Linked DNA regions of Mus musculus: all the other regions are linked to region 1. Evidence: chromatin contacts called from public Hi-C, HiChIP or PLAC-seq, Micro-C and promoter capture Hi-C data. All regions are on one chromosome and are shown on one strand. The core of a region is the stretch at or near the end of the contact, and the rest is flanking DNA. Distances in the headings are between cores, read along the strand shown. Region 1 holds the start of Gmeb2 (glucocorticoid modulatory element binding protein 2). Region 2 has its middle 19 kb from the start of Slco4a1. Region 3 holds the start of Slco4a1 (solute carrier organic anion transporter family, member 4a1). Region 4 holds the start of Mrgbp (MRG/MORF4L binding protein). Region 5 holds the start of Gid8 (GID complex subunit 8). Region 6 holds the start of Polr3k (polymerase (RNA) III (DNA directed) polypeptide K). Region 7 holds the start of Pcmtd2 (protein-L-isoaspartate (D-aspartate) O-methyltransferase domain containing 2).

Region 1 (3,435 bases), core at 335-2,834:
AGATACGGCTCTGCACTGATGAGGGTTGCCTACAGTAGAACTAATCTCAGGCACTGGCAATCAGAATCTGTAATTCTGAGCAGGCTGGGGAAGCTGATTTTTTACATCTGCTAGACTCAAGCTGGGAGAGCTTATGCATGCCTCCAACGATGGTGGTGGTCTTCTACATTCTTCAGCTTCCCTGAACAAATGCTCAGACTGGCCACCAGCTCTTCTCTAGCCAGACCATTTGATCTCATTAGCATTTATTTTTGCAATGACAAACTCACATAACCAAAACAAACAGCAATGACAAAGACTTCCTCATCTCCTTCAGAGTGAAAGTGCAAGTCTCTTATTTACAGTGTTAATTACGTGAAAATGTTGCTTGTTAGTTTCCCATTCTAGCTGCCACCCTGTTAACAGTGAACTCTTGTTCCCGTCCAAGCAGACATCCATTTCTACTCTAAGGATTCTAAGATGGGCAGAGCAGGGATCCTGAAGCCCTTAATTCTAGTGATCACATTCTGAGAGCTGGCTTGGCACTTAGAATTGGCTGTCTTCAGCTGCTTGAAAGCAAGGGGTGGTGGGGAAGGTAAGGGTTTTACTGCCAAGACTACAATGTCTAACAGGGTGCCCAGGCTCCACCAGGGCCAAGATAAACAAGTCTCATTTTGACAGGACCTGATGTTACCTTTGAACCACACAAGAACTGCTTGTCTTTGGCTTTCAACTGTAAGGAACTTAATAAATGTTGGTTACCTTAAATACGCGACCTTCCCTACAAGTTAGAAAAATAAAAGAAATTCTTCGGGCACCCAAGGCCCTCCATGAGACTTTTATGGCTCCAAGATACTTAAGACACTTAACTTTTTGTCTTATTTATTTATTTATTTTCAGAGCTGAGGTCCAAACCCAGGGCCTTGTGCTTGCCAGGCAAGCGCTCTACCACTGAGCTAAATCCCCAACCCCGACACTTAACTTTTAAATTTCATTTAAAACTTTAAATAATGGGCCGGGCATGGTGATACACACTTTAATCTCAGAACTCGGGGCTCTTTGAGTTCCAAGTCAGTCTGATCTACATAGCGAGTCCGTTTAAAAAAAAAAAAGTTTAAATCATGTTGGACTACCCGCTGCAATGTCAGTTGGTCAACTTCGTGAAAACACCGCTCCGCACTGAGTAGTTTGAAAAAGCAAATTCGCAATGCCTTCAATTTTAAAAAAAAGAAACACGATTCTGTCAGAAATGGTTAAGAACGTCCGCACATGAGTTTTAGGACAGTGTCACTGCAAGGCCGAGGCTGGGTTGCAAAGCACACACCTGGGATACTCGGTTCCCTAGTGGAGCCCAAACGCCAGGACTACAAACCTCGGCCTGAACCACAGAACACCTAATTGGGCAGGCACGCAGACCACACGCGCAGGCGCACAAGAGTCCTACGGGGGCAGTATCTCACCACACTGTTCGCTTCCGCGCTGGGCGCCAAATAAGTCTCCAGGCCCGCCCGGCCCGTGCGTGCGCGGCCTCGGTGTTGCGTCACTAGGAAGCGCGCGCCCGAGCCGCCGCCGCCGCCGCCGCCGCCGCCGAATCCCCAACAAGGAGCGAAGGCTGCGGCCGCCACCGCCACCACCCGCCGCCGCACCCGTCACAGCCGGGCGCCGGAGCAGGCCCGTGTGGGCCCAGGTAAGCGGCATCGGCGCGCCCGCGCACCCCCGCGGCGAGGCTTCTCGCGCCGCTCACGCGCCGCCGTCCAGTCAGGGGTCCCTGCGGAGCGTCAGGACGTTACGGCGGGGGGAGGGGAGGCCGGGGGAGGGGCGGCGGGCGCGCGAGGGCGGCGGCGGCGTCAGGCGCGGCGGCGTCAGGCTGGCGGGCGGGCGCGGGCGCCTGGCGGGAGGGCTCGCGAAGGCGGCTCGCTTCCGGCCTCCATCTTGGCCTCGCCAGAGGCAGGGTCGGGTCGTCCGTGAAAGCCGAGGCGGAAGGGGCTGGAGGAGTGGGGAGCGGTTAGGCGGGAGTGGTGGTGTTTGGGACCCATCGGTGGGCACCAGATGGGTCGGGTTCCTGAGGGCGGGTGGAAAGATTGGGAACGACTCATGGGTGGGACCCGTATTGCTGAACCCCTGGCTTGGAACTGAATCTAGAGGCCAGGATCATCAGGATAGGTACTTGATATCAGTGGAACCATGTCAGGGTGGACCTGTCAGATGGGAACCACGTTGATGGGGACCCATTTGTAGAACTGTGTGGTTGGAGGGAATTATTTTGAGTGGATAATCTTATTGCTGGGAACCGAATCGGTTGGCCCAGTTTTAGTCACGATTGGTGACATTTTTAGGTATTTAGTTGGTTACTTCACTGCTGAGCCAATGTTCTCTGTCTTGAAAACATTTCAAACCCAACAGTTTCAAATTATCATTCTTAATAAGTTAAAATTAAATCGATAATATGACTACCTGTCTAGTTTGTTTCTTCATAGGAAATATGGAAAGCTTTCTGGGAAGACATCCTGGAGTACACATACATACATACCATTTGGATATAAAATGGAGAGTGCCAAGAACAAACATGTCAGTGTATGTGCGTATGTGACTGAGAAAAACAAACCTAGGCCATAGATTAACCCACTTTGTGACCTACCTGAAAAGATATTTAGGTGTCCCTTCTGTGCCAGGAGACCAACTCATGGAATGGGCCTGCCTTATGGTAAGGTTTACTAGTCCCTACATTTCATCTTCCCTCCTCCCTGCCTTCCTAGACAGTCTTAGTATCTAGACTGAGGCCATAATCCGAGCATGTGGGAAACAGATGCAGATGTTGTTGAAGGTCAGCCTGGTCTACAGAATGAGTTCCAAGACATACAGAATGACAAAAGGAGAGAGGGGAAAAAATATTTAAGACTGACCTGGAACTAACCTAGGACTTTATTTATTTATTTATTTAGAGACAGGGTTTCTCTGTATAGCCCTGGCTGTCCTGGAACTCACTTTGTAGATGAGGCTGTAGATGATGAGAAATCTACCTGCCTCTGGGTAGGACTCATTCTTAATAGCTTGTGATTATTTTGGAAAATGGCCCCTAGTTTCTTCTTGCTTCTTTTTCTTTGTGAAGGTTTCCATGCGATCATCCTTGGTTTTAGTCAGCTTATATTTCTTGGTTTCTTGGGTCTTTGGGTCAGGGTAGTACAGGGATTGGATGTTATTGATGATTAGTAGCCTGGAAGTCAACCTTTACTTTCCTTTGGCCCTTAGGGATCCTCCAGAGACCCAGGTTCCGCCCAGAACCAAGATCATTGATTGGCATATTTACAGGTGGTAATTAACAAGGGGAATCTGAAAAGCTTAGCATTATGCTTTCTAGCAGAAGTTCATAAGAGTAAGAGCTTCCAGTTGTTGAGGTTTGGAGCTAGGTGTGGTGGTGGTGCACATCAGTAATTCCAGCATTCAAAAGGCTGAGGC
Region 2 (3,435 bases), core at 454-2,953, 850 kb after region 1:
CCATAGCCTCTTCGATTGTGCTTTGTTGGCTAAATTTTGTGAATTCTAAGTCCAGTCCAGAATCTATTTTTAAAAATTTTAACCACATCTACCATCCATCCATTTATTATTTATCTATCTATCTATCTATCCATCCATCCATCAATCCATCCATTTATTATTTATCTATCTATCTATCTATCTATCTATCCATCCATCCATCTACCAATCCACCCATTTATTATCTATCCATCCATCTATCTATCTTGTGTGAGGTTTGTGCATGCCACAATATACACAGGGAGGTCAGAGGAAACGTTGTGAGGTTGGTTTTCTTCTTCCACCAAGTGGGTCTTAGGGATTAAACTTAGGTGGCCAGGCTTGGTGACAATTGTCTTAATGCACTGAGCAATCCTGCCAGCTCTCAAAGTCCAGTATTTATGATAAAAACTCAGTACCTGAATCGACACAAGAAATGGATGTAAAATACAAACGTTTGAAGATGCAGAAGCTAAAGGGAGTAGAGTATCTGTCATTCCTTACATTGCTTCCTTATCGACGTGGTGGTTTTATGATTCTATTAGATTTAAATAAAAGACATTAAGATTAACTTCACACCAGGCCTGGTGGCACAGGCTTAGAATTCCAACTACATGGTAGACTGCAGCAGGATTGTAAGCTAAACACCAAGTTGGGCAAACTGGTGAGTCCCAGTCTCTGAATTAAAAGTAAAAAGAAGGCTGGGGGTGTAACCTGAGATAGAGCATTTGCTTGCTTGCTTGAGGCCCAGGGATGGAGCTTGGATGACACACACAGAGACAGACTTCATGGGCCTCAGTCTTGCTATTGTGTTGCCTGAGCACAGATAGTCACATGTGTGCTCCCATTTTGCTTTCACTCCTGAGCAGAACTATTCACACCCATCGTGTACGGTCTGTGGGTTAGGGCATCCCTGGTGTGATACAGGGTCAGACTCACTACGAATAGCAACTATGTATTTGTCACCATAGGGAGACACAAATGGAAGTTCCTGTGGCTATTTGGCTATAGGTATGGAGGGGCTTGCCCAGGATGGTGCCCAGGGGGTTGATTTTGTACCAGAAAGCTTCAGACCAACTACATGTGATATTTGGAGATAGTGTGGACAGCCCTGACTCTGCTCAGCAACCAGGAGTCGGGGGAAAGGTGGGCCTCTGTAGAGAAAAGCAAGGTCCTGTTTTGGCTTCTCCAGGTACCACCGGATGAAGCCTGGAGGGGTTCCTGGGTCCCAAAGTTAGCCCCTGGGTATGTGGGTCAGTGTCAGGGGTTCTTGTGGTTATGATATGAGGAGGTTTCAAAGGAACAGGATGTGGAGTCCTGAGGAGTCAGTCTATGCAAGTTCCTAAGATCAAAGTGTGGGCTCTTAGGGTCAAGGAATGGGAATCTCTGGTCCATGTGTAGGGGTGGGAGCCTTGAGCAGAGAGTGCTCTCTGTGGAAGATGACCCCTAACATCCCCACTTGAGGCATCTGGGTTCCCCCTCCCACCCCTATCTTCTGTTAGGGTAACAGTGTTCTCCGCTCTGACTGCTCTCGGCTTGGCTGGCTATAGTTCAAACTTTACATGATGTCAGGATTACTCAGAGCCTGGCCCTTCTAAGGAAAATTGATGTGTTTGAAGTCCACCATGGTCTGTCTTGAAAGTCTCAGAGGAAGCACTTAGAAAACTGTCATTCTGGTCTTGAATGACACTTCCTGTCATCTGGGTGCACAGGGCATTTCCCCAGGGCTCAGCATGGTAGCTGTGGCTAGGTATGGGAATTCTGTAATGGCCAAAGCTGGACCTGGGTTCTGATGGGGAAGGGGAAGGAGACACAGGTCTCAGCTTTGTGCGTGCAATCCCCCTTCCCCCTCCCATTTTCTAGGCAACGGTGAAGAAGCTGTCATTTCAGAAACTTGTGGTGAAACTCAATGTGGGTTCCCACAGGAAGTTGGGGGGAGTGTTGAGCAGGGGCCCAAGGGCCCAAATGCCACAGTGGAAAAGTTCTTTGATAAGGCAGAGAGCACACCCCTTCCTCCTGTTCCTGCATGGGAGGTCTGGTCATCTCAAGCAATGAGGATGTGGCTAAGTCACATGAGAGACAGATATGCTTGTGGAAAATTCCAGGTCCCGGGAGAAATGCTTGGTTTTCTGGTCCTGGGAAGCTCCGAACCCCTGGTCTCACTTTCCTCTCCACATCTCTGTTCTTGCTTCTTGCTGGTGCATTCATGTGGGTGAGCCAGGTTTTGCAGGCCACGGAAGCCATAACAGGGGACACAGCAGGAGACAGCAGTGTTGGGCAGTGGGCATGGGCAAAAGAGGGAGTGGGCAGGCGGACGTGGGAATACTGCTGCATGCTTTCCATGTGAAACGGGGTGGGTGTCTGGCTGTAGGAAGCCACTGAACCCCAGCTCGGCGGGGGGTGGACAAGGGGCAGTCCTAGACAACAGGTTCTCAGTCTCATGCATCCCAGACACCGCTGGACACCACGGAAGAGCTGAGAACAAATGGGGGGCCCCCGAGGGGGGGGGGCGACTCCATCATCACTGGGCCAGAGGGAGGAGAAGGCAGGGGGAGAGGGGCTGCTGGGTGGTTCCCACGGGGGCGAGAGTCCTTGGTCCGGTCCGTGGCTGGAGAGCAGGAAGGCCTTCTGTTGGGAGGCTAGACGTGGCTTGTTAGGGGAACGCCTATCCCATTGTTCAAGCATGGTGGGCCTTGATAAGCAGAGACAGTCTATGGTTTTAGAGCTTTATTGTAGAAAGGCAGGAAAAAAAGAGAGAGGGTAGAAAGAGAGAGAGAGGCTGGCCATGGCCATGTGGAGAAAGGGGGAGGGGGGAAGGAGAGAGAGAAGGAGGGCTAGAGAAGAGAGTAAGAAAGGTGAGAGCTTAAAGAGATTGAGAAGGGGCAAAGCAGCCTCTTTTATAGTGGGCTGGACTATCTTGCTGTTTCCAGGTAACTACGGGGAAGAGCATACCTGGCTGTAGTCAGGTAACTGTGGGGGTGGAGTCTAGCCAGAATGCCAGAAGCTTGAGACATTGTCTGAGTGACTTATAATCACAGAATTATGGAGTTGGGGGGCTCTGTGGTGTCAGGCACCTGTCTCTGGGAACGTGGCTCCCTGTTGTGTCCCTTGTAGAGTTTTCTACTGGATCGCCGGAGCAAGCCTCATTCAACCAAAATAGGCTGCCTTTCATGGCCCTACACAGCAGATCCCTGTGGAAGAAATGATTCTGGTGCTCTGGGTACCAGGAATGTGCTTTGAACACACCACAATGGTAATGGTGCCAGGGATCATCTACAAAGTCCTCACAAACTTGGGAGCCTGGAGTTGACCAGCACCTGGGTCCAGGAAGAAACCCTGAGCCCTTGTGTGTGGTGCTCACCAGTTCCTGCTTTATGGTGTTCTGGAAACATTTAAACACCCACACATGGAACACAC
Region 3 (3,435 bases), core at 327-2,826, 830 kb after region 1:
TGGGGACCACACCCAATGAGCTACAATTAGATCATCCAGGAAGAATTTATCCAGGTAGTACCTGTTGGTCTTTCCTAGTGGGCAGGCAAGGCAAGTCTTGCACCTCATCACAGCCAACAGGTAGGTACCTTTGGCCACCAGCATAGTCCTGTCCTGGTAACTGCTGGTTCTCTGACCTGGCTTTCCTCTCTTCTTGAAGAGAGAATGGCTGGCAAATGATACAAACCTCCGGTCTCCCCTGTGTCATTTCTAGGCAAGCCAAACATCCCGGTGCCCCAGGCTGCTCCTCTGTGCAAGGGGACTTTAAAATGCTGCCTGGGACTGCTCTTATCCAAAGCCCTCTCCAAGCCAGCAAATGCCAGGCTCAGCAAACAGCGCCTGCTGTCCCCATTACCACAGCTAAGATTTATAAATAATTCGGCTAAACACCAGGTGTTCTCTTCCCTGCCGTCCACCTGCCCCAAGCTGCTTTAACAACAGCTGACTAGACAGCTACCTTGGTTTACTAAACTACAAAACAAAACAAAACAAAACAAACAAACAAACAAAAAACACTGCCCTGAAGTTGGGATAGTTCCATCACAAATGGGCAGTTTCAACACCTTGGGACAGAAACACCCCAAGGCCATGTCTGGGGGAGGCCAGCAATCCTCATCACGCTAAACTCAAGCCACTGCGCCTGGGGCCCCAAGCTATAAGGTGCGACTATGTGTCTCTATCTCATTTTTCCTACAGATGCTCACCTCTCCTGTGAAGGAGGTACCCTGCCTTGAGTTCCCGGGTTTGGAGCTAAGCGTGCCAATCAGGCAGCAAAGCGACCCGAACTCTCGTTGGCGTACACACGCGTCCGGGGGCATCGGAGAGCTGCGTGAAGGTACCGGGCCTCAGGGACCCGGGCATCCGCGCTCCTCGTAGGGACAAAGCCCGCCACTAGTGAGCAACTTCCGTGCTCCACGTTTCCCTCGGTCTTAGCAACAACCACCACAGCCACTGGATCTGTCGCTGAACAGACCCGCAGAGGCTCGCACCTGCGTATACTAGCAAACCTTTAACCTGGGCCGACAGCTCTAGCGGTCCCCCCCCCCCCCTCACGCTTTCCTGCGCCCCAAGTCCACTCCCATCTTCCCTCTCGCTCTAGCGCAGCGGCTCTGCCTTCCCCCACCCCACTGCAGACTTGCAGCTTCCCTCATGTGCAGTGAGAAGGGGTGAATTCTGCATCCGGCTCCCTTGAGCCCACTCTGTCCCCGCATTGGTTCCCCGGGATGTGTCTTCAGACAACGCACCCGGGGCTCCGCCGCGCTTTAGTCCAGCCTCCGCAAACACCTGCCGCGCTCCTGACGTCAGCAGGTCGGAGTCTGGCATACCTAGGAGGCATCTAGTACGGAGCCAGACCCTGTCCCCATCCTGGTCCGAGACCTCAAAGCAGTCCAGATCCCAGAGCACTCACCTTCCCACGAACCCGGCTGCCGCGCTGCGCCCTGCGCTCTGGACTACGCGCGCAGCCCACTCCCGCTTCATTCATCGCCCAAGCCGCTCCCGCAGGGATGGGGGTAGTGGCCTCACCACCGCCACCAATGGCAGCGAGGCTCGGGCGGGCCGGGGCCAGAGGTGACAGTAGCGAGGGCGCGCCGGGGCGGGGCCGAGCGGAGGGGCGGAACTTGGGCGGGTCAGGGACAGCACAGAGAGCGGGACTTAGCTAGTGCTTTGCACGCGGTGATTTCTTTCTGTTGGGGGACACTCTGGAGGTTGCAGGCTAGGAAAATATGGCTCAAGTCTCACTGCGTCGTAGATGCCACCTGCTCAAGCGTGGAACCGAGGCGTTGGAGGGCGCGAGTAGCGATCCCCTCAGGCGTGGGGTACAGCTCCAGCCCGGCAAAGGGATCTCTCCACTCTCTGCTCAGGTCAACCAGTGAGTTCAGTGCAACGGGGCGCTGGGCCAAACCACACCCTCACCGGAGGAGCCCACAGGGTTCCAGTTCCGGGTACTCTTGACCTGAGATGGAGAGAGAATATACCAGTCACCTTCAAATTGAGGCGTTCTCTGCTGTGCGACCTTGAACATATTTCTGAACCCCTCTGGGCCAGTTTTCGCATCTGTAAAACTAAGATAATTAGCCATACGAGTGTGATGGCTACTGCTTGTAAGCCTGTGGGTATTCGGAAGGCTGGGGCAGAAGAAGGGTCCCACTTTCATAGTTCTAGGCCAGCCTGGGCTACAAAAGAAACCCAGTCTCAGAAAATCAAGCAAACAACCTTTTTTATTTTTTATTTTTCTTTTTTTTTTTAATTTTATGATTCCAACACATCACTGAAGGAAATGGAAAACAGTAGCTGGTCTGAATTTAGCCAAGTAACAGCCGACAGCCACTAGCCATTAACATCATACCACTGACAATCAACAGCCGATGGCAGAAACTCTCCATATATGTCTCCCTTTGGGGTGTATTACATTTAATTGAAAATACATGTGAGCCAGGTGTGGCGATGTTCACCGATAATCCTATACATACATGGGGCTGATGCAGGAGAATCTTTAGTGGGAGAGCCACACTGGGCTACCTAATAAAATCCTGTCTGGATTTAAAAATAAAAATAAAACAAAACAAAACCAAGAACAACAACCAAAGCAAAACAATAGAAACAAAATAACCTTCCCCAACTCTCCAAGGCATCCAGAGTTTATAATCTGGACAGGGGAAGTAAAGGCAGAAGGAATCAGAGTCTGTGATCAGCTTGGGCTACACAAAAGTAAAGTTAGTGTGGACCCTGCTGTCAGCTCATGAGGACATCACTAGTCACAGGGTGCCTGGGGACAGACCCTCCATGCAGCCTCGGGAGCTAAGGCAGGGCTCTTCCTTTATGTCTAGAGAAGAGACTGGCTGCTGAGCTTAGTTCTTCCAGCCTGACTTGTTATTTATCAGCATGTCTTCCCGGAGTGGGTGTGGCCGGAACCTACTCATGTTCTATCCTGGGAACCTCTGGTGATGACTTCAGGGTCTAGGGTCTACTTGTCAACATGTGAGTCTCTGCTCCAAAAAAAGCTGAGCTTCACTTCCACTGCCCCAGGTGTTGACCTCCATACCTGAGGCTGCCTCTGCTCAGAGAAGACATCAGGAAGAATAGACAGCCAGGCACCATGAGGTATACACGGCTTTACTAGTCTCTCTCTCTCTCTCTCTCTCTCTCTCTCAACATCTCCCTTAGGTACATGGACCTCAAGACCTGAAGCCAGAGAAAGCAGGCTGAACACAAATTTGAGAGATTGTGAGTCCTCTGCTTCAGGACGTGTGAGTAGAACTTCTCACTAAAGGGGACTCGTGGAAGTGCTCCAAATGTCAGGAGCAGGCTTGGACACCGTGCTTCCAACACTTAATTTTGGGTACATCCCTGAAACCAATATTGGTACAATATTTTTCCTTTAAACATCTGGTGTGT
Region 4 (3,435 bases), core at 640-3,139, 710 kb after region 1:
GAGAGGGCTTCTCGGGCAGGAAAGTCATAGGCTCTTAGACTAGTAGGGCACCCCAGAGTGGGAGGCCACGTCCCGTGGGAGGTCGCAGGCTCCGCCAGCCCGCCCGACGGTTTATCCCGCCCCACCCCCACGCCGGTGCGCGGCGCGGCGCTCACCGACAGGCTTGTGGCCCAGCATGGCGTGGAAGAGGCACACTTCCACCTCAGGGCTCCACACCACCGTCTCCTCAGCAGGGCTCGGGGCTGCCTCGCCTGGGCCCTTGTCGCCTGGGGCGCCCGTGCCGCCCACCTCGGCCTCCCCCATGGCCGCCGGCGATTGACGAGCGCCCGGCGCGAGAAGGGGGAAAATACTACAGGCTCCGCGCAGGCGCACTTGGTGTGGAGGGCGCGCACTCGCCGGGCTGGAGAACGCCGCGTGCCCGCGTCCGCGCAGGCGCAGCGAAGACTGGCTTCCGGTGCAGCAGCGACTCCTGGTGGTTGAACCTTTTACTGCCTACGGCTCTGTCCGGAGAAGGCGAGGGAACAAACCTTATGCTTTAAAAATGCACCAGATGGGCGTGGTGACACACTCCTGTAATTCTAGCTCTCGGGAGAGAGAGGCAGGAGTTCTGAGTCAGCCAAGTCTGCATAGCATGACACACACGGCCCAAAAATCTGGGCTTCACCTGGTTAGGTAATTTGGAAAAGAACTCAGCTAGAAGTGAAGGTGTGTCTCTCCTTGCCAGAGATAAATTGTACAATATGTAAATTACATCTCACTAAAACTGTTTAAGAAAAATAGTTTAAACAACAACAGCAGCAACAACAATAACAACAACAACATCCCATGGGCTAGTGAGATGGCCCATCTAATAGAGATCCTTGTGCACAGCCCATAACTGGAACTCCACCCCTGGATCCTAGAGCTGGCAGGAGAGGAGCAATTCTTAGGAGTTGTACTCTAGAGCTGGAGACATGGCTCAGCGGTTAAGAGCACTGACTGCTCTACCAGAAGTCCTGAGTTCAATTCCCAGCAACCACATGGTGGCTCACAATCATCTGTAATGGGTTCTGATGCCCTCTTCTGGTGTGTCTGAAGATAGCTACAGCATAGTCATATAAATAAAATAAGTAAAAAAAAAAAAAAAAGTTGTATTCTAACCTCTATATGTATTCCATGGTATATGCACACTTGCACACACACACCATAAATAATTTAAAAATTTAAAGCCCAACAATCACATTTTGTAGGAGTGAAGCTCTGTATATCTTTCAGTAGCCCTGACCTGAGTGCACGACAGTCCCAGAATTAAGTGCTTCCTTGGCATCAGAAGACAGAAATCCAGGTCCTGTCGGCCTTGCTACCTACCTGTACCTCCATTCTGTCCCTACAGTGGATCCACTCCAGAAGTGGTTGGATGATTAACTCAGACTGTCAGAATTTCAGGCAGGTGTTAGTAGCTCTACATGGGATTGGATAGGGCCAAGGGCTGGGCACAGCAGCCTTAAGAACATGGTTGCTTCTGGGCCTGAGTCACCCCAGTCAGCTGTGCCATGGGTCCTACCCTGCCACCCATCCAGGTTTCATTACTTACCCATTCCTCAGCCATTGCCAGGCATCAGAATCCCTTTTCTGACTGATGCCTCTCAGACTAAGATGTTGAGAACCTTTGTTCTCCTTTGTGCTATGGGGCCACTGTAGCTCTGAACTCTTGGGTCTTGATAAGGATCACTTGCTGGCTGCCACAAGCCTTGAATCCAGTCCTGACACTCCACTTGCCCCTCATTCAGGCCTGTAACCAGACAATGCTCACAGCAGGGAACCATGGAGGGTGCTGGCTCTGACCTGTCTCATTGTCTGGGACAGCTCAGAGCTCAGAGCCAGACAGCAGTCTGTGGCCAGGCTTCAGCTTTCCCACTGTGAAAGCGTAGCTGGTGGAAAAGTTCCCACAATGCCACAGGGGAGGTGTGGCCCAATAAAGCTTCATAAGGGGGTGTGGGGTCACTGCTATCATGTGGATATGATGCAGCTGGGAGTTATGATCTCACAGGGGCGGTGCCCTTGCCTCTGCTTGGTTGGCATGCAGAACTTGGCTTAGTTACTGTACGGCTGGGTGAAGCATAATCTACCATCTGGGACATGTCATAAAGCAAGTTCCCAACCTAAGAGCTGCCACATATTAAGTGCCCAGGAGCTGATTGATAATATCCTGGTTATTCTCTGAATATCTAAGGCATGGTAGACTCTGCTGCTGACTGCTTCTGGTTCCGGTCCACCTTAGTCTCACCCCTACCAGGTAGGATACTCCTTCAATTTGGAGTGCGTCCTTCTTCAGGGAGCTTCCCTATGTAACCCTCAACCTCATCTATCCTAGCTGGTCCTCTCTGGTTTGTGCGATCTCTGTACTCAGACCACATCCTACCAGCCATGACATTTGCAAACATCCGTCTGTTACTTCAGAACGCGTGACTGGCAATATAGACTTGATGCCTATAGACAGGTTGGATGGTTTAGGAGAGAAGGATGACTTCATTCTTTCTCTCCACGAAGCCACAGCAGGTCTCTGCAGAACTCTCTGTTAGGTAGTAGGAAGTAGCTGAGCATCAAGGTCAGCAGCTAAGACCCCGCCTACTATCCCACGCTAACTTCTTATTTTCATGAACATGTAGGCTCTCTAGTCCAAAAGCATGAATTAAGAGGAAGCTGTGCTTGTTCGTTTTGTAGCGCTCCTGTGATTATCACTCTCTAACAAGGAGCTGTAGAGAAACCATTAGCCCATGATCATGTGTGTGATCCCGTAGCTTCAAAGTGAATTCACACCTGTTGGGAGCTGAGAGGTTCCTTCAAACCTGATAGAAGGATTTCTTTGGTCTGGAGCAGGTGTCTGTGTGGCACACCACCAACTTTCTGTAGAAATGGCTGGTGAAGTTTGCCCAGATTTGTCTTCTCCGTGAGGTCTTCAGGTGGTTCCAGGTGGCCAGGATATAATCAGCTTTGTAGCAAGACTCCTTACTTCCCAGATACAAAGTAGACAATGATATATATCTACTAGCCAACTGGTCAAGTCCTTTCTCATTTGTTGCGACTCCTGCTGCTTAAGTCTTTTATACAAGATAGATACAAGTGCTGGGATTCTTGATCCTAGTGTGAAGGGTTCAGACTGGGCTCAGGTGAGAAATAAAGGCCATAGAAATGCTCTCCTTCATTTAATGAATATACAAGCCTAATAGTTTATACACCAGTCTAGTTTACTTTGACCAGTGTGAACTATTCCCCAGACCATGTCTAGGTCTCAACCAACTGTTATTTCTTATTCAAGGTCTTATGTATCCCAGGTTGGCCTCAAACTCATTCTGTGGCCAAAGATTACCTTGAACTTCAGTCCCCATTCCTCTACCTCCTAAGTGCTAGGGTAGCAGATATCTGCTGGTATATATCCTGGGGATTGAACCCAGG
Region 5 (3,435 bases), core at 327-2,826, 580 kb after region 1:
CCCAAGTGCTGGGATTAAAGCCTTGTGCCACCACACCCGACCTTCACACAGGGATTCTTTTATGAGGGAGTAAGGCAGGACCCTAGGTGGTCCACAGGGCGTGTCAGCAGGGGTGGGGGTGGGGGGCAATTAGGGTAGCTCTAGGAGCATGGGCTGGATCATTTTCACTCGGTCAGTAACATACACTTCACAGATATTAGTTTGTGCACTGCAAAGGACCAGCTAATTTGTTTTACTATGTCATAAAATTGAAAGGTGGCTCTGGTTTCTGGTTTGACAATGGAATGCATACTGGATGGAAAGAGCTTAGCAGTCCAACAAAGAGATATCCTACTGCTGGTATAGTGGACATCAGAAGAGAAGCCAAGATCAAGCTTTGACCTCCAAATTAACTAATGGCAGCTGTTGCTGGACTGAATATGAAGGGACAAGAGAAAAGAAAGAAGCACGGACAGACTGCCATGTCAAGTGTCAGGCCTTAGAAATGAGAGCATGGCAACGTGGGAGAGATGCAAGTAAAACAGGTTGGAGGAGCAGGGCAAGTCTGGTGCAGAGGACTCTGGCAGTTAGGTGTGGTAGGCCTCTGGATTACAGGTCATGGGGACCCACGCTAAAAACAGTAATTTGGGAAACACGCATATACACATACTGTGGGAAAGATATTTAAACAAGAGTCTTTTAAAAAGATATTAAGTTTAAAAAAACATTACGATTCCAAAGCCCATTTGTGGAGAGTTTGCGCAGTGAATGCTATAGAGACTTCGAATTTGGGGCATGCCAGGATTTCTAGTTCTGGCGGACTTGAAGATCCCAGCAGCCCAAAAGGTAGTAGTAGTATGGAGGAGGCGGGAAGTGAAACTAAACCGGGTTGATGCCGCTCCATGCCACAGGATGACAGCAGAATTCACCGATTCGACTTTTATTCAGAAGTAAGGTAAAGATCAGTGTTGGAAAAATGTTCCCCAAGAAGGTCCTTGCCTCTCGATTTCCACTCGGCGCCGGGAAAGGTTATCAAGCAAGGCTAAGGACAGAGACGGGGGCAGTGTTTCTGTAGGACTCAGAGGTCCCAAAATTCAGCGGTTACACAGTCGCCGGGGATGCAGCCTAAGCCCCGAGGATGACTTTTAGCGCAGTAGCTGCGTCTTCACCTTTCCGCTGTCCCCTTCACCGCGCCTTTAATGGCAGAGACGTGCGAACATTTGCAGTAACTATTCGGGTCCCGGCAGCACCCGGACTAACAGCGCGGCCTCCAGTCCTCCCGCTCCGGGGCCCGGCCGTGGAGGGCAGAACTGACCGCCCCGATCCCCGCTCTTGCCTTGGGCTTCGGATACCCTGGGCAGGGCAGCCTGTCGGGCACAGACCCCCGACCTCTGACCTCCGCGCCTCGGTCCACCCCGGAGCCCCGCGGAGACGCTCGGCACGGCCGTCAGGGCCCGCTGCGGCCATCTTACCGTGCGGATCCCGCCTCCCGTGCGACAGTGTCTGGGTGGCGGCTCCGCGGCCGCTCCCGGGGCCGGGGAGGGGCGGCAGAGACTGCGGAGATAGAGGAGGCGGAGGCGGCGGCGGCGGCGGGGGCGGGGGCGGGGCGCGGAGCGGAGGTAGCTACACCGGCGTCGGCCCCTCAGACACCTCTCGCGAGATCGTAAGATTTCGAGATGCGAACTGGCAACCAATGGAATCCTCTCGCGAATCGACCGCCCGGGCGGTCGCCGGAAACCAGGGTCTCAACTTCCGTTTTTGCGCAGAACTCTTCGGCAGGGCTCTGGCTCTACGGGTTGGCGCGAGAGTCAAAAGGCTCGCATCGCTTTTGCGCAAGATGGCTGCTGCGGGGGCATTCGCGTACTGAGTGCTAGCGCGGGGATGGAGACGTGTAGACTGAGTTCGAAACGAAGGTCCCAGCTCTTTTCTTGTTTTTGTGTGTGTGAAGTGGGGGTGGGGCGAGTAATAGGTGTGTGTGAACACCGGAGTGCGCGAGATGAGGAGGGCATTCCCCGGCTTGTAGTCCGCCAGGCTCTAGTCCCAAAGACAAGGCCTCCGGATGTGAGCGAGCTCCTAGGATTTATTCCGGGAACGTTGTAATCGAGGCCTGATCAGCGTCAGAACGGCCCTGCCTAGAGCGATCTTTGTGGCCACGCTGGAGAGCGGACTGCGGAGACTGTTGTTCCCTCGTTTCTGGGCACTAATAAAGGTGACTCCCTAGTGCTGGGGTTCTCAGGGACATGCACGAAGTTAATCCCTACTTCTAAGGCAATCATCGAAGCAGAGCGGATCCATGCTTCAGAAGTGCTCACAGTGGGGACCCCTCCGCCGAGGGTACTCCCTACTTCTGGGCGCTCACAGTGAGTGTCTTTTTTCTTAGCGGCGTATGGTGTGGACCCAGCTCTGAACTTCGGCGGAGGGGATTTCTGCCGCCGGAGAAGGGACCCCTATTCCTCCCAACCCCGAATCCTGTTTACCCAATGCCTTGTTATGGGTTAGATATTCCGGTAAGGGATGGGGGAAGTTGGAGGCTCTTTAACACTGCCGGATAGGAACGGTTAAATGGGTATTTGCATATTTATGTGTCCATTGTCTACCGGAGGTGAATGCAAATTCAGTCATTGTAATGTAAAGAAATTCTGGAATGCTTCTGGAAGGAATGTTGGTCCGTCCGCCCTGAGATGTTTGGGTGTGCTTGTTTAAAGATGAACTGTCCAGGGAAAGCAACTTCTCATTGAGTCACTGAAAATAAGACCAGTTTAGCAGATCTGTCAGACACAATGACCACAGTGGCAGTCTCTTAACTCCATAGCTCTACCCGAAGCTATCCAGGTTGGTATCGACAAACTTTGTAGCACTTACTTTAACTCTGGGTAAAGTTGGATTATCAACTCAAACTTGTGCAAGGGAAGAGGCTGGTATCATGAGGAGAGAAGAGGGTTAACTCAGAATGTTAATGCCTCTGTGGATGGTGGATGAGCAATCTGCTAGTCCCCTAGTCTTTTCTACAAACTAGCTCCTGTTGAGGGTTCTTCAGCTGCTTGACTTTGAGCTCATCTTTGCTGCTTGCATGACATTGTCACATATGTCCTCCCAGTACTATTTCTCCTACACCCTGACCTTCATTTCATGTAAGGCATTTTTTTGCCAGTTGATTGCACCCGGACTCCTGTTGTTCTCTTTGGGCTGTGAAATGCTCCCCTCCACTGCTTGGGCTTCCCTGGGAAGTTCCACTAAATACCAGCAAGTTTTGTCTTTTCCTTTTGCTCAGGTGATAATTTTTATTTTTTGAATTTTCCAGATAATGTTTCTCTGTGTAGGTAGCTTGGATGTTAGTAGTGTGCCTCATAGGCTGCTCATGGTGGCATACCTAGAGGCAAGTGGATCTCTGTGCGTTCCAGGTCAGACAGGGCTGTGTGCCCTACCATGCCCAGTTCAAGTGATCTTGTAAACTAG
Region 6 (3,435 bases), core at 470-2,969, 580 kb before region 1:
ATAAGCAGGGTTGAGTCCCTAGCTCTGTTATGGGAAAATCCTCACCTGCAGTAGAGTCCACATTCTCCCATGCAGCTGCTCCACCAAGCACGTCGTCCACTTCTTTTAGCTTTGGATACTTTCGGTTTGTTACCTAATAGAAACAAGACATCAGATTTGAAGTAATTGTACAGTTTTACAAGTGGGCCACCAAACTACAATCTCCCTCCAGCATTCCCTCTACAAAATTTATCTTCTTCAAAGAGCAGTGTGAGTCACTGAAATGTAGGGGTCTTGTGACTGGGATGTCCCCCAAAACAGCACAGAGGTTCAATGTCAAAGGTCTCTAGAAACAGAAGGAAACACCAGACAGAGCAGGAAGAAAAATCAGCCTAGTAAAACCTCACTCTTCTCTCATACCCCTCAGACACCTAATAATCCAACAGGAGTGACAGACATTTAACTGGGTATACCAGCACTCCCCAGGTCATTTTGGCTGCTTTCCTAAGTTTATCAGGCATCCTTCTAATTTCGAAATTATGTCACAACTCATCTTACCACAAATCCAGACTCTAAACTCCTACCATACAGCTCTAATGAGCAAACATTAAGAATGAGATGTCACCAAGGCCCAGTGGTGCACACCTGCAGTCACTGAGGTAAGGAGGAACAAAACAAGAGTTGAAGGGTACACAAAACACCAAGGGCTAGAAATACAGCTTTCTGGGCTCCAACACAAGCACCACACACACAAAATAGCAACAAGGATATAAAATATTAGAAGGCAATGCATTCTGTGAAAAATATAAAAGGAATGTGGATAAACTGAAAGTGCTGGGGTTTGGTTTGTTTCCTGTGCCTGTGCGTGCGTGTGTGTGCGTGTCTATGTGCTATGCAGCCCAGGTGAGCCTTGAACCTATTCTCCTGCCGCAGCCTCTCCAAGTGCTAAAATTATAGACATGCACAAACAGCCAGAAGGGCAGGAATCTAAATAAGGTAGCCATTATTTTAAAAGAGGAGAGGGAGAGAGAAAGGAAGAGGGAAACAGAGACGCATACATGCACACATACACGGGGGTAGGGGGTAAGGCGGAGAATGAATAAGTGTGATATGTGCCTGTGTAAGAATGACTCGGGCAAAAGGAAGGACCTAACAGTACTGCGTACATGGTGAAGATTCTCTAGAATAACGACAGGGGCTGGGAGCAAAAGAGCCACAAGAAGAACCCAAGGATTTCAAATCAGAGGCGAGGCGCGGACTGGTACGCCAAGGACAGCACGAGGGGAGTGTAGGTTTAAAAGGTATGAACTAAAATTCTCACAATTTTCGGAGTATCACAAAGTGGGCAACGGAGAGCTAGAGGGGGGTGGGGGGGCTTCGACGTGGCCGGAGCGACGCCACTGGAGCAGCGACTGCTGGACTTGGGGTACCACCGCAGCGAGAGCACAAAAGCCTGCAGGAAGGTCTGAGCGCGCCGACGCTTGCTGTGCCTCCCAGAAAGCAGAGAAGGCACCCGTCTGTGGAACTTACCTTACGGGTGATATTATGGACGTAGGGGCAAGTGTTGCAGGCGAAGCGATGGCAACGCTGCCCCTCCTCCACAATGAGTCCGTTCCCGCAGCCCGGGCAGAACAACAGCATACTGCCAGCTTCCACACCTCGCTTCTGTCTGGCGCTTCCGTGGTGCAGGCGCCCAATCAAAAGCCGTCTCACTTGCTCCGTAACTGGCAACCCGGGATCCTCAAGACGTTCCCAGTAGGCACTGCGGCGGGCAGCCTCGCACACTCCATTGGTCACCGCAGATAATCCTTTCCCATCCAGCCAATAGCATGCTGCCTGCACGCCCAGCCCTGTCGTTTCTGCGCGTGTGCACACGTCTCCCTAGCTGAAACGCCAAGAGGACTGGACCGATAATGCTGGCACCACCAGAGTACCCAGGTGAGAGGTTCTGGGTGATGAGGAGACACTTGCCGCACTCCGAGCCATGGACGTGTTACAGGAGGATCATGCTGCTCCGCAATATTCTCATCCGGAACGGACAGAAAATAACCAAATGTCCCAGGAACACTGTCCCCATTGTTAATACTACGTCTCAACTGCTGTCTGACTGACGTACGATATCCTATCTGGACCTGCCATTCCTCCATCTGGCCATTTCTTCACCTAGTTTCATTCTGCCCTTTCACTTACACAGCTAGACTCAACCCTGCAGGTAACAAATACCAGCAGCTCCTTTTCACAGACGTCCAGCTGACTCTTTTATCTCATTTCCTATAGACATTTATATTTCCCAGCTCTGGCTTCTCAGATTTCTTTGAAACTCCTTGCCTCTTTAATCCTCTGCAGTCATTCTGCAACATGCACATGTATGTGTGTGTTGTTTTCTGTTTGCTTTAACTATACACAAACTAAATATCCAGGGAGAGGAACCCCAATTGTGAAAATGTCACCATAAATTGACCAGTAAATAAGTCTCTGGGGGCATTTTCTTGAGTTAAAATTGGTAGGAGAGGGTCTAGCCCATTGGGGGCGGTGTCACCACCAAGCCAGTGGTCCTGGGTGATATAAGAAAGCAGAATGATGGGGCTGAAGAGATAGTTCAGCTGTTGCTTGTTCTTATAGTGAACACTGGTTTAATTCCCAGCACCAATATGGTAGCTCACAAACGTCCATAACCTCCAGTTCCTGAGAATCCAATGCCCTCTTCTGACCTCCGTAGGCACCAAGCACGTCTTTGGTGCACGAACAAGCATTCAAAAAAAAAAAAAAACAAACAAACAAAAACCCTCATACACTTAAGTAAGTCTAAGAACAAAATGGAGAGAGAGAAAAAAGCAATCTGAGAATCTGAGTAAATCATGAGGAGCAAACCAGTAAGCAGCATCCCACCATGGTAATGGCTTCTGTTTCTGCAGCAAGTTCCTGCATTGACTCCCCTAAACAATGGACTCTTGACATGTAAGCCAAATATTTATGGCTAGTTTTGTGTCAACCTGACACAGCTGGAGTTATCACAGAAAAAGGAGCTTCAGTTGGGGAAATGCCTCCATGAGATCCAACTGTAAGGCATTTTCTCAATTAGTGATCAAGGGGGAAAGGCCCCTTGTGGGTGGGACCATCTCTGGGCTGGTAGTCTTGGTTCTATAAGAGAGCAGGCTGAGCAAGCCAGGGGAAGCAAGCCAGTAAAGAGCATCCCTCCATGGCTTCTGCATCAGCTCCTGCTTCCTGACCTGCTTGAGTTCCAGTCCTGACTTCCTTGGTGATGAACGGCAGTGTGGAAATGTAAGGCAAATAAACCCTTTCCTCCCCAATTTGCTTCTTGGTCATGATGTTTGTGCAGGAATAGAAACCCTGACTAAGGCAAATTGGTACCAGCAGAGTGGGGTATTCCTGTGACAGCCTGACCATGTTTTGGGGAGGACTGTGGAAGGACTTTGGAACTTTGGGCTAGAAGAT
Region 7 (3,435 bases), core at 663-3,162, 550 kb before region 1:
CTTGGAAGCTTCACTTGGGTTCTCTATCAGGAATTTCAAATGGCTGCTTCAAATGGAATTTTCGCAGATGATTTCTGCTGTTACCTTTTGTTTGGTCTCTCAACTGTGCTATCCCAGTCATCCCTACTAAAGTGAATACTCAACTTGATGTTTTCTATCAACTACTTCTGTTACTAACTAGTTCTTTTACTTTTGCTTGCTATATATACTTAATAAATTCACTCATTTAAAACAGAAAGTGTGACTATTGTAGATCATTCTCTAGACTACACAGAACACCAAGGTAGCCCTATCAATTGCTTTTGGTGGAGAGTGGGTGAATAATGATAGAGTGTGGTACTTAGTATTAGCTTTGTCTGACAATCTAATATTGCCTTGCATAGAAGCATCACTACTTGCTGCTGAGATAGATGTGATCAGTCACCATGTCAAAAGAAAGAAAGAAAGCCCTAAAACATACTTGAAAATACTCTCTCCAAACCAAACAGTATCACTGCACAAGAATGCAGTGCAGTAGATTCCAACTGAAAGCAAAGAACTATTTTTTAGGAGATTGTCCTTCCTTTACTACCCTACGATACACACTTTGCTACTTGCTGTAATGCTTATTACAGTTCCCATTCAGAACTGATTAGCACAGGCCAACAGAAGAAAAGGGCATAGGAAAAAAACTGAGCAGCACAGGACCCCAAGTGGACAACAACAACACAAGTGAAGCTGGACTAAAGAACCCTGTTTCATATCTATACTGCGTTTGAAAAAACTGCGACAGCTGGCCCACAGTCAAGTGGATGTCACTTTCTTAGGGGATACCTTGCTAGGAACATGTATTCTAAACCATCATCCTGCCAGCAGAACGAGGAAAATAGCCAAGGCTTCTTGTCTTGAAAACCAGAACTCTTGGAGGGTGTGCCTCAAATGCATATCACTTGTGGTCTGCATCTGAATGAAAGCTGACCAGTAGTATGTACTGACTAGGGACAATTCCTACTGTTTCGTGCGTGGAAAAGCTTTGGGACTAACCGAAATTAAAAAAAAAAAGAAAAGAAAAGAAAAAAAGAAAAATGAGTCCCTTCTCCCAAGTCTCCCAGCAAGGTCTCAGAGGAGGATGGAGAAAAGCCAGGGCAAAAGGAGAGACCAAATGCCACCACCTCAAGAGGGCCCACTTCAATTCCCTTTATATATAATCAGTGCTGAGCCTCTTAAATACCTCGTTCTAGAGACAACCTACCAGACGTAATGGAGCCCACTTTAGCAATGTCTTCAATAAGAACAGAGAACAACAGTGCAGGGCCCAAGAGAGCAGAGGGCAGATACTCAAGATGACGGAGTTGATGGCAGAGGCACAGGCCTAATAAAGAAACAAAGGGTCCAGGCCCCAGGGGTTCTCTCCAGCTACTTTAGATCTTTCCCCAAAGGGGTCTTTTTTTTCTCCTCTGTAGGATACTCTGCCTTCTTCCCAATATCCACCCTAGGTATAATTTGTTTCAATCATGGTCAATGCCCGACTTGCCCTTGAGCTAATTGCAAACATTTCCTACTTAATTAGAAATAGGTTGTAGAACTAGAGCAATCAGATCCCAGAATTAGCAACAGGCGGGGGGTGGGGGGGCACGCTGGAGGGGAGGGAGGTGCTGGGCAGGGAGATGGGGGGGCGGGGGTGACAGGCGCTGGGGTTCGAAACTCTCGGAGATGGTAAGATACACGGACGCTGGGGAACGGGTAACCAGAGCTGGAGAAGGGATATGGAGGGAAGGGCCGAGGGGCAGAGACGGCTCTACCTCGGCGCTCAGCAGCCCCCGTATTGAGTCTCGGAGAGCAGTTCTTCAGACGCTTCTGTCGCTTCGGACGGACCTCAGCCGCTGTAAACATCCGCTGCTACCTCTGCGCGTGCGCGGGCTCTACCTGAACTGAGCATGTGCGGTTGGAGGACACTCTTAAAGGGGCAACGGCACAGCCCACGAGCCTGCCACTTTCCACCCACTGGTTTGAGTTAAGTGTGTCCCTGCCTGATTGGTCAGTCACTAGGTGGTCTCCGAGCATATCCCGGCCTAATGATATGAGAAGATGCTGGCGTGTCGACGGGAGAAGGGCATTTTGCCTGCTTATGTCCACTCAAGGACAAAGCCCCCACAGTAGAAAAGGCAGGAGTTAAGAAACAAGAGTGATAGATTGGGTCCACTCTCCTGCAGGAGTTACAACACAAATGACTGCCGGCCCTGACCCTGCCAGGCTACCTGGTCCAGGGGATGGCCATCTGCACACTTGAACCTTGAACCAGCAGTTCTGGCCACTTCTAAGAAACCTACAAAATAGACCAAAGTCTAAGTGATCTTTAGGGCTACCTTTCAAGATTGTTCTGAGTTTTTGTTCTATTTCATTGGGATTGCACATCTCCTCTATACTGCTTGGAGGGTACATGTTGAAGGAAGTAGTGTCAAGAAGGAAGGAGTCTGGACGCCTGAGTCAATAGCTGTAAGAAAGTCACTCAACCTGCAGTTGATTGTGGTACGAATGAGGAGAAAATGATTCTACTATTTTTTAAAGTTTGCGTGGGAAGGCTAAAGACCCGAACTAGATAACACAATATTGATCAAAAACAAAACAAAACAAAAGTATAGGCCTAACAACATCTGATTTCATGACTTACTATTAAAATTACAGTAATCAAGAGTCATATGGGGGAAATAAATTGATGCTATCAAATACAAAACTTAGGTTAGAGCTATACAAATATAGTAAACTCACCTTTGATAAGAGAACAAATACAATTCAATGGAGGAGTGCTGGTCTTTTCAACAAAAGATGCTGGAATAATTAGACATCCACGTGTAAAAATAATAGAGACATAGCTCTTCCAAATTTGATTTCCAGTACCCAAGACACTTGGCCTTTGCAGGCACTCAGGCATGTGCACACACACACACACACACACACACACACACACACACTTAAAGGTAAAATATATCTTTTTAACACTGGCATCATTTCTCTGTAAAATATACTGTCAGAAGAATAAAAAGGTAAGACATAGACTGAAAAACAATATTCCCAAAACACATATCTGATAAAGGATTTCTAAAAATCCTTAAAACTCAACAATAAGAAAATAAACAGCACAAATAGAAACGGGAAAAAGCTATGAACATATGACTCAGCAAAGGAAATATACAGATGGCAAATGAGCATATGAACATATCAACATAATTTGTCATTAGGTGATGCAGATTTATAAAACAATGAGATATCAATACACACCTATTAGAATAGCCAAAATTTATAAAATCTATAATTCACCAAATACTGGTGAGGATGTAGAGCAACAGCAGCACATCACTTTCATTGCTGGTGGGAATGAGCAATAATAAAGATACTCTGGAAAATAGTTTGTCAGTTTGCTACTGAACTAAGCAACGTCTTAGAAGATGTGACAGC

The links. Promoter capture Hi-C pulls out the DNA fragments that hold promoters and counts their contacts. Hi-C and Micro-C count contacts between places; a contact is called where the count stands out from the background. HiChIP or PLAC-seq counts read pairs in DNA pulled down with a chosen protein or histone mark.
Region 2: a Hi-C map of the HPC-7 cell line shows a contact between it and region 1, with 3 times the contacts expected there. The contact joins the enhancer-like site here to the promoter of Gmeb2 in region 1. A contact is called at or near these places in 2 of 39 promoter capture datasets (the C10 cell line and embryonic stem cells), 1 of 484 Hi-C or Micro-C datasets (the HPC-7 cell line) and 1 of 115 datasets of contacts at active chromatin or transcription factors (bone marrow-derived macrophages).
Region 3: a promoter capture Hi-C map of neutrophils shows a contact between it and region 1, with 2.6 times the contacts expected there. The contact joins the promoter of Slco4a1 here to the promoter of Gmeb2 in region 1. A contact is called at or near these places in 1 of 39 promoter capture datasets (neutrophils), 1 of 484 Hi-C or Micro-C datasets (the HPC-7 cell line) and 1 of 115 datasets of contacts at active chromatin or transcription factors (bone marrow-derived macrophages).
Region 4: a Micro-C map of embryonic stem cells shows a contact between it and region 1, with 7 times the contacts expected there. The contact joins the promoter of Mrgbp here to the promoter of Gmeb2 in region 1. A contact is called at or near these places in 3 of 39 promoter capture datasets (cranial neural crest, liver and pre-B cells), 2 of 484 Hi-C or Micro-C datasets (embryonic stem cells and pre-B cells), 2 of 115 datasets of contacts at active chromatin or transcription factors (bone marrow-derived macrophages and extraembryonic endoderm stem cells) and 2 of 9 other capture datasets (adipose tissue and liver).
Region 5: a contact with region 1 is called in a Hi-C map of muscle stem cells, with 4 times the contacts expected there. The contact joins the promoter of Gid8 here to the promoter of Gmeb2 in region 1. A contact is called at or near these places in 2 of 39 promoter capture datasets (erythroid cells and fetal liver), 3 of 484 Hi-C or Micro-C datasets (embryonic stem cells, erythroblasts and muscle stem cells), 4 of 115 datasets of contacts at active chromatin or transcription factors (bone marrow-derived macrophages, embryonic stem cells, extraembryonic endoderm stem cells and 1 more) and 1 of 9 other capture datasets (adipose tissue).
Region 6: a contact with region 1 is called in a promoter capture Hi-C map of fetal liver, with 2.7 times the contacts expected there. The contact joins the promoter of Polr3k here to the promoter of Gmeb2 in region 1. A contact is called at or near these places in 1 of 39 promoter capture datasets (fetal liver), 1 of 115 datasets of contacts at active chromatin or transcription factors (astrocytes) and 1 of 9 other capture datasets (liver).
Region 7: a contact with region 1 is called in an H3K27ac HiChIP or PLAC-seq map of extraembryonic endoderm stem cells, with 6 times the contacts expected there. The contact joins the promoter of Pcmtd2 here to the promoter of Gmeb2 in region 1. A contact is called at or near these places in 1 of 39 promoter capture datasets (embryonic stem cells), 2 of 115 datasets of contacts at active chromatin or transcription factors (extraembryonic endoderm stem cells and pancreatic cancer cells) and 1 of 9 other capture datasets (liver).

The regions. Positions count from the first base shown.
Region 1 is chr2:181,286,115-181,289,549 of GRCm38.p6, reverse strand. Gmeb2 (glucocorticoid modulatory element binding protein 2) reads left to right here and starts at 1,584. Exons shown (of 10, transcript NM_198169.2): 1 at 1,584-1,666.
Region 2 is chr2:180,435,874-180,439,308 of GRCm38.p6, reverse strand. No RefSeq gene overlaps it. Among named protein-coding and RNA genes, the nearest start is that of Slco4a1, 19 kb to the left of the region's middle. Within about 2 kb of position 1,703, at least 97 of the 459 cell types and tissues checked have an H3K27ac peak or open chromatin away from gene starts, as enhancers often do. A contact at or near this core is called in the HPC-7 cell line and bone marrow-derived macrophages, where this site is marked.
Region 3 is chr2:180,454,386-180,457,820 of GRCm38.p6, reverse strand. It overlaps Slco4a1 (solute carrier organic anion transporter family, member 4a1), which reads right to left and starts at 1,576. Exons shown (of 12, transcript NM_001355218.1): 1 at 1,448-1,576.
Region 4 is chr2:180,579,676-180,583,110 of GRCm38.p6, reverse strand. Mrgbp (MRG/MORF4L binding protein) reads right to left here and starts at 1,889. Exons shown (of 6, transcript NM_028479.2): 1 at 1,574-1,889; 2 at 156-500. The coding sequence starts at 303. It overlaps Gm30144 (a long non-coding RNA gene), which reads left to right and starts at 1,243. Exons shown (of 5, transcript XR_001783605.2): 1 at 1,243-2,275.
Region 5 is chr2:180,708,367-180,711,801 of GRCm38.p6, reverse strand. Gid8 (GID complex subunit 8) reads right to left here and starts at 1,576. Exons shown (of 5, transcript NM_001289652.1): 1 at 1,452-1,576. It also overlaps a transcript of Dido1 not described here.
Region 6 is chr2:181,862,644-181,866,078 of GRCm38.p6, reverse strand. It overlaps Polr3k (polymerase (RNA) III (DNA directed) polypeptide K), which reads right to left and starts at 1,719. Exons shown (of 3, transcript NM_025901.3): 1 at 1,510-1,719; 2 at 46-133. The coding sequence starts at 1,620.
Region 7 is chr2:181,836,331-181,839,765 of GRCm38.p6, reverse strand. Pcmtd2 (protein-L-isoaspartate (D-aspartate) O-methyltransferase domain containing 2) reads right to left here and starts at 1,912. Exons shown (of 7, transcript NM_153594.3): 1 at 1,782-1,912.